Linked DNA regions of Mus musculus: region 1 is linked to region 2. The links are chromatin contacts, called in public Hi-C maps. All regions are on one chromosome and are shown on one strand. The core of a region is the stretch at or near the end of the contact, and the rest is flanking DNA. Distances in the headings are between cores, read along the strand shown.

The links. A called contact is a pair of places that touch in the nucleus more often than the background predicts.
Region 1: a Hi-C map of B cells shows a contact between it and region 2, with 5 read pairs. The contact joins the promoter of Rmi2 here to the promoter of Usp7 in region 2. A contact is called at or near these places in 1 of 39 promoter capture datasets (embryonic stem cells), 1 of 484 Hi-C or Micro-C datasets (B cells) and 1 of 115 datasets of contacts at active chromatin or transcription factors (large pre-B cells).

What each region holds. Positions count from the first base shown.
Region 1 is chr16:10,833,555-10,837,618 of GRCm38.p6, forward strand. It overlaps Rmi2 (RecQ mediated genome instability 2), which reads left to right and starts at 1,505. Exons shown (of 2, transcript NM_001162932.1): 1 at 1,505-1,836. The coding sequence starts at 1,536. It also overlaps the pseudogene Gm17913.
Region 2 is chr16:8,736,515-8,740,534 of GRCm38.p6, forward strand. Usp7 (ubiquitin specific peptidase 7) reads right to left here and starts at 1,828. Exons shown (of 31, transcript NM_001003918.2): 1 at 1,690-1,828. The coding sequence starts at 1,771.

The sequences.
Region 1 (4,064 bases), core at 255-2,754, 2.1 Mb after region 2:
TGGCAAGTTTTGTTTGTTTGTTTGTGTTTTTAAAGATATTTTGCATTTATTTACTGTGTGTGTGTAGTGGGAAGAGTTAGGATTCAGACTTGGGACAAACAGCTGAGGTGCATTTTTTACAAACCAAAGTGGACTTCATCTCCAGGTTCTCCCATCCTTCCAGCATCCCTTAGTTCCTACCTTGCACCTTGTATACCCACCTGTCTCTCTCTCCCTCTCTGCATTCTCTCTCTCTCCCTCTCTGCATTCTCTCTCTCTCCCTCTCTGCATTCTCTCTCTCTCCCTCTCTGCATTCTCTCTCTCTCTCTCTCCCAGCACATGCACACTCTTTCTCTACCCCCTCCCCTCTGTCTTCCTCCCCATGTCGACTTCCCTGGCCTCCTTCCTTGGGACCAGAGAACCGACCCAAGAGCGGCTTCCCCATAAGCCTGCCTTTGCGTACTTCGATTTGGCTTGAATTGACTCATTTCACCAGCAGAGAATAACTTACCAGGATGCACGTGTGCCGCAGCGCACTTGTGGAAGTCAGAGAACAATTTATGGGAGTTAATTCTCACATGGGTTTTGGGAATGGAACTCTGATCTGATATCAGATTTGGTGGCAAGTGATTTTGCCTGGTGAGCATTCTTGCTAGGTAAACACTCTCCTATAGAGCAATATCCCGAACTGAAAGAGGAAATTGTTTAATTTACTTGTTATGGTGTTTCCAGGAAGGGCTCTTGTATACCAGGTTGGACTCCAATTCACTCTGTGGCTAAAGATGACCTTGAACTCATCTTCCAGCCCTGGTGAGTGCTAGAGTTAAATAGGTGTGAACCACCAAAATTTGTTTTGATACTTTTTTAATCGTTAAATTCAAATAAGTGTATTTATTTTCTTTTTAAAGATTTCCCCTGATAAAACTCTTATAATTTCAGGAATACTGTGTGTGTGTGTGTGTGTGTGTGTGTGTGTGTGTGTGTAGTCTGGGCACAAGACCAATTTCTAAAGATGCTTGATATCTTAACCAAAGTTACCAGCGCAGCGCATATTCAGCGTCATCTCTGAGGTATTAAAAGAGTACAACCAATCCATTCATAAATTTGTGTTTGGGGCCATGCTTAAACTATTCCTCTGGAACTCTCTCTCCTGTGTGTAGATGTGATTTCGTATCAAAAAGGTCCAAGGGATCTACTTGCATCTCGGCTTTTCGTGTGGTAATGTTTTGCTAAGGGTGCACATTTTATTTCGGCTCTTAAAATTAATCGATCATCTACAACTACTGTTGAGTGCGTCTTATTTTTTAGTAAACTGGAACGGAGACATATGGCTTAAATCGTTGCTCTTCCTTAGGAGAGGAAATTCCGTATCTCCCTGCATTTGTTAGCGTATCTATTTTCTATTTAATTCAGTTGAATCTTTCAGCTTCTGGCGGTTACGCGGCTGTCCCGCCCCCATCCATTGGCTGCCTCGGGCAGGCGCGCTCTTGATTGGCTGCCGCTCGCCAAACCCCCGCCGTCCGTCAGAGTTGGCGGGAAAGCGGTGGTGGCGCAGCATGGCGGCTGCGGCGTCCGAGTCGCTGTCCTCCGGTGGCCCCGGGGCCGTGCGGCTGCCGCGCTTGCCGCCACTCAAGGTACTGGCAGGACAGCTGCGGCGGCACGCAGAGGGTGGCCCGGGCGCGTGGCGGCTGTCGCGGGCGGCGGTGGGCCGCGCTCCGCTGGAGCTGGTGGCCGTGTGGATGCAGGGTACCGTGCTGGCGGCGGAAGGCGGCCAGGCCCGGCTGCGCGACTCGAGCGGAGCCTTCTCTGTGCGCGGCCTGGAGCGCGTACCACGCGGCCGGCCCTGCCTCCTCCCAGGTAACGTGGGCGGGACCGGCTCTGCAGGTCCTCCCCGGGGCGGGGCGGGGCGGGGCGGTCCCACCTCCAGGCTCTAGCCCTCCTTCCTGGCCCAGCCCCTGTCAAGTGACTCCCCACCCATCCTCTTGGATGACAGCAACACCTATCCCCGCTTTCTAAGATGTAGGTTCCAGCCGGGCCTGGAGGTACACATCTTCCATCCCAATACTAGGAGTCTGAGGCAGGAGGATGGCAAAGTTCAAAGCCTGACTGAGCTACGAAGTGAGTTTAAGGCCAACGTAAGGCAACTCAGTGAGAGCCTGTCTCAGAACAAAAAGTAAAGAGGGCCTGGGGTGGGAGCACTTCCTAACATTGATGAGTCCTTGGGTTTAACCCAGACAGCGAGAATAGTAAACAAGTACATCTACTAAAACGCCTGTAGGTTCCCGAGGCTATCCCACCTTCCCAGTTTTGAGCCTTGCAATTCTGTGTCACAGTTCTATCCCTGTAGATGTTTTTCTCATTTTTCCCCGTATGTTTTGAAAATAATTTCTCAGGAAATGTCTGCTTGTCTTTTTCTCTGTGTGTGTGTGTGTGTGTGTGTGTGTGTGTGTGTGTGTGTGTTTTTAAGGCAGTGTCTAGCCTAGACTGACCTAAAATTCATTGTGTAGCTTGGACACCCGGGCTTCCTGCTTCCATCTCCTGAGTGCTAGGATTCTAGGCATATGCTGCTCCATCTGGTTCATACGCTGCTGGGAATCAAACTGGGGGCTTTGTGCATGCTACGCAAGCAATCCCAGCCCTAAGTCTGTACTCATATTTTTGTTTGTTTGTTTGTTTGTTTGTTTTTTCGAGACAGGGTTTCTCTGTATAGCCCTGGCTGTCCTGGAACTCACTTTGTAGACCAGGCTGACCTCGAACTCAGAAATCCACCTACCTCTGTCTCCCTAGTACTGGGATTAAAGGCATGTGCCACCACGCCCAGCAGGTTTTCTGAGTCTTAAGAGTTGTTTCTAATACCCTCTAAGGAGATGCTGATATTGCAGGGTTTGAGGCTGCCCTTTGAGCTACTGCAGTTCTTGCACTGTGGTTCTGATAGCTTGACTCTAGCATCTGGTCCAATGCCTGGCACTTGTGTGTTCTGAGAAGCAGATGTTCTGAGACCGGCATCAGGTACCTGGAGCCTCATCTCATTAGGAAACACATATCATACACAGGGCCTCGTGAACTGCGTGGTTGCACCTGTGACCCAGATAGACAAGGCCTGCCTATACTTGACTCTGAAGCTTCAACACAGGCTCCAGGAGACTTCTAAAGGAAGCCTACAGATTCAGCAGGCCTGCCTTTCCATGGCTTCCTTCTCTGTAAAAATCAGCCCTGCCTCTCTAAAGAATGCTTCCTGCTCAGAAAGTCTTGAATTCTGTCTAGAGGCAGAGTCAGGGTCTCTGACCTAGGCTATTTTTTTTTTTTTTTCCAAGACAGAGTTTCTCTGTGTAACCCTGGATGTCCTGGGTTTACACTCTGTAAACCAGGCTGGCCTCGAACTCAGAAATCTGCCTGCCTCTGCCTCCCCAGTGCTGGGATTAAAGGCGTGCGCCATTATATCTGGCCTATGTTTTACATTTTGACATGTCTACAAAAAAATCCTGATGTATGAAATGTATATGCAGTTTGAAATCAGCATCTACAAAGTGAAGTTTTATTGGCCTGAAATGCATTTGTAATTTGCAAAAGGTTAGGGTCACCATCTCACTGTACTGACATGGCTTAGCAGTTGTGACAGCAATCATTCCTATGACCCCAAAAAAGCCTGAGTTCTGTAATCTGCTCCCTTACAGAGAAAGTTGACTGCCCTTGGCCTTAACTTTGACTTTGCTTAAATTCCATGTTGTTTGGTGTCCCAGCCCAGGCAATGTCCCTTGAAAGCAGCTTTGAACAGTGTCTCAAGCCTAGTTCCAACACTGGAATAAGCCTGCCATCTAGCAGATGTCCCTGTGTTGGACTGAAGCTATTGGCCTCACCCTCTAGCCTGTATGCCCAGGGCCAGGGCCAGGGCCTGTGCTGTTTCTTCTTGCTCATGAATCATCTCGGGAGCAGCCAGGGATGTCCACAAGGCACCGTTGTAGACGTGAACCCAGGGTGCATGTGCACAGAGTGATGACAGCACTTTTTCTTGAGTGTTGCTCATGGTGCCTGCCTCAGTGTTAGTCAGGTAGAAAGCAAAAGCCTACTATGTGCTGCCACTGCTG
Region 2 (4,020 bases), core at 578-3,077:
TATACTAGCTCACATGGCCACAGCCCTGAAAGACTGCATTTTCTACAGAATTAGCGCAAGAATAGAAAACTGAAAGCCACAACACCCATTAAACACTAAAACTCAAATACTAACTTTGATAGAAAATGAAAGTTTCACGAGAAAACTCTGGGAAGCAAGCATGAAGCCCAGGATATCATGGGTAAAAAAACCTGTGAAGATCTTCCACCACCCTAATCTCGTCAAAACTTTGGACATAGACATTTTTCCAGATACAGTCTGTATCAGAAATATGCCCCCCCCCAGCGCTGTCCAATCTTATTCTCACAAAGCCCTAGAGGAGCAGTGAGGAAGACTTGAAAGGAAAACGGATGTTCACGTTCCGAGCAACTCTCCACTTTAGACGTGCATGAAATTATAGCATAAAAGGAGTACACTAATCTCCCAAAGGTGAGTTCCATCAGCTATTTGGTTTAATCGCACTTGCCAGACACTCTGAAATTACTGATTTGCTGAGGCCAAGAGAAACAGCCTAGTCCTTGGCATGAACTTCAGCTTCCCCCTTCCCCCGGCCCCCTAGGGCCTTTTTCCCTCTGCTGCATGGTCAGACAATTGTTTGATTCCCACTGATCACCATCAAGTTATTCACAGGGGGGGTCAAGAGTCAGTATTCCTAGCCTAGAGCATGCTACATCATACACAACAAATACAGTTTTACCCCAACTTCCTAGGAACCTTCATTCATTTATGAAAGCCACTATCACTTGCTGAACGGTCCATTCATTGCCCCTCACTGGGATTCCTGCCTGTCTGACCCCTTTAGGGCAGGTAACCGCGCATACTGCCTTCACTTAAAGTACCAAGTCAAAAGAAAAGAAAATGACCAACCCAGCATGAGATCCCGAAGCCAGAGTCCCTCCACTGCGCTTTCACAGCAAACCTTGATAGCGAAGCTCTACAAACAGTATAAAATCCAGTACCAAGATAAATTCCTGCGGCTCCGGTAGAAAACATAGTTACCTCCAGAACTTAATCTGCTTCTGCAGTAGGCCAGCCATGTGCGGCGGAACTCCATAGTTTCAAGCACACTTTTTAGCCGGACGTGGACGGCACCACCTACAGCCAGGTACCCAAACTCCTCCACAAGCCCAGGTAACTTATAAACTAGGCGAACCTGAGTACTTTCCCAGCAAGTCCAAAGGCTGAGGGCAGCTGCGCGCCTTGCAGGTGTCTCCGCAATTAAGCGCGACGCCCGGCAGAGCGCTCGGAAGTTATTGGGGGGAGGCTCTCCGGGGGCGCGTTCAGAAGCAGGTGCAGGGGAACCTGCGCACCCGCTCCCATACCCACCCCAAGAGCTCAGGGGCCGGGGAGCAGGCCCAACCAGCCTGGCCAGAGCCACACACCCCGGAAAGAGGACGGTCCCCGGGGCCCGCCTCCCAACCTGGGTACCCGGAGCCAACACACCTCGATCCTAATTTACGACTCCGGCGCTTTGTGCCCAGCAGCCCGTGCGCTGCACAATGCGTGAACTCGGGGGTCCGGGGCCACCCCCCGCCGGGCCGCATGACTGTGCAGCCCCGGCCCGGCAAAAGCGCCGGGCCGAGCGGGGCCGAGCGGCAGCCCGGCCTGGTTAAAGATGGCGAGGCCCTCGCGTGGCTCCCGCGGCCGCCCGGACCACAATGAAAGCGCCGGCCCCGCTGCGGGCCTCACCTTCCATCTCCATGTCCTCGGGCTCGCTCAGCTGCTGCTCGCCCGCTTTCTGCTGCTGCTGCTGCTGCTGTTGGTGGTTCATGTCGGCCGCGGCCTGGGCCTCGCCTGCGGCCGGAGGCCCGGGCTGCGGGCCCGGCGGGCGGGCGGCTGCTAGCAGAGGCGGCGGCGGCGGCGGCGGCGGGGCGGCCTCCTCCTCTTCCTACCCGCGCGTCGTCGGCGGCGGCGGCCCCGGGGCGGCCCGCGGCGGGCGGCGGCGGCGGCGGCGGCGGCAGGGAGACGCGCACGTACTTGCTCGCGATTCGCCCAATCTCGGCGCCGAGGCGGGCGGGCGGCGGCGGGCCGAGCCGGGCGGCCTCCTCGCTCGCTGCGGCCGCCGCTGCCGCCGCCGCCGCCGCCGCCGCAGGGCCCGCCTCCCGCCGCCGGGGCCGGGGCTGCGGGGCCGCGGGCCGGCCGGGGGCGGAGGGCGGCCGGGCGGGGGCCGCGTAGTCAGCCCCGCCTCGGACCGGGCGCGGAAGGCTGGAGGCCGGGCGGGCCGCGGCGAGCCTGCGGGCCCGGGTGTGGGCTGCGGCGGCGACCGCTGAGGCTGCGCGGGCGGGTGACCGGCTGGCCGCGCTCGGGGCGCTGAGGCCTCCGCCTCCTCGGCGTCGTCGTCGGGGCTCCGGCAGCGGACGCGGCGCCCGGCGGCTCGGCTCGGCTCAGCTCGCTCTCAAAATGGCGGCGGCGTGAAATGTCACATCCGCATGGGGGGCGAGAGCGGAGCGAACGAGACGAGGGCGGGCGGCGGGCGGAGCGGGAGGCGGAGCGGGAGGCGGAGCAGGGAGCGGCCCGCCCGCCGCCACCGAGGAGCACCCACCCCGCGCGCCGGCCGCCCGCCCGCCAGCCCTGCTGGAGCGGGGCGCCGGGGTCTCCTCTGTGAGGCAGCGGAGCGCAGCCCAGGGCCGCGGGGCTCCGGCTGAGGGTAGGGGTGCTCGCGGGAACTGGGCTGGACAAGGAGCCCAAGGCGCGGCGCCGTTTTACGGCCCGTAACCGGCCCCGGGATTCTCACCCGGGCAAATACGTGGGAAACTTAACTCTTTTGCACCCTAGATCCAATAAGGCAAAGTGTAGTCCTTCGGCTCTCACCTATCCCAGCATTCATTTATTTCCTCTCTAGGAGATCAGGTTGGCCACGATCGTCCACTGGGAAAGAGTCTCTCGGGTAGTCCAAGCTGGCCTGGAACTTTTCATGGTGCTTGATGGACACCTGATCCTCCTGCGTCTACCTTTCTAAGTTTTAGGAGTCAAATTTTTTTAAAAGCGAACTTTTCAATACAAGAAATTTGAAGAGGGAAAATCTGATTGATTTAAGGCCTAAGCGCCAACTGACTTGGGGGGGGGGGGGTAGCACATGCCTTTTTAATCCCAGAATTTGGGAGGCGGAGGCAGAGGCTGAGGCAGTAGGATCTCTTCGAATTGGAGGCATGGCCAAGCCAACCAGGACTCAAACAAATCAACAACAAAACAAGAACATCTTGGCCTGAACGCTTCCCATCAAGGAACTTCCTCCTACCAGGTCCCAAAGGCACCTGATTCACCAGAAACCTGCCCCTTCCTCCTTCCCAAGGTCACCCAGAGTTGGGTGCAGGGGGTTGGGATAGTCGTACTGCAAATACTATTGAACAACTTGCTTTCACAAAAAATTAATTAGTAATAATAAAAAAAGAGCCTTTTCTAGCACTTCATGACTTGCAAGGAAAATAACCAGCTAGTCCAGGAAAAAAAAAATGCAACAATTTGCTATCTTGCCTTAGGACACCAGTCAACCCAACTTCCCTTGCTGAAGTTCAAAACCTAAACAGAGGCCAGCAAAATGGCAGAGTGGGCAAAGGTGCTGTCACCAAGTCCTATGACCTGAATTCCAGCAAGTTGGCCTCTGGTTTCCACTGTGCATGCTGCAAAAGCGCACACACTCAAATAAATATATGTACATGTAATTTTTTTTTTTTTACTTAAAGGGGGAAAAAACCCAAAGTGGATAAAGGAGAGATGGTTCTGTATCTTTTATCTAATGTGCCTGGAACCAGAAGTGTTTCACATCTCAGTCTGGGGAATTTTTGACTGTACATAAAAGGAGGTATCTTTGATAACAGAACCCAAATCAAGGTAAAATCCATATATTTCTGAGATACCTTATACATAATCTTATACAGAATTTTGTATTTGACTGCAACCCCGTACAAGGTCAGGTATAAAATTTTCCACTCTACTTGGGGCCAGCAAAAGGCTCAGCAGGTAAAGGCTGTTGCCACCACGCCTGACCAGTGAGATCCTTGAGCCCCACATGGTAGAAGA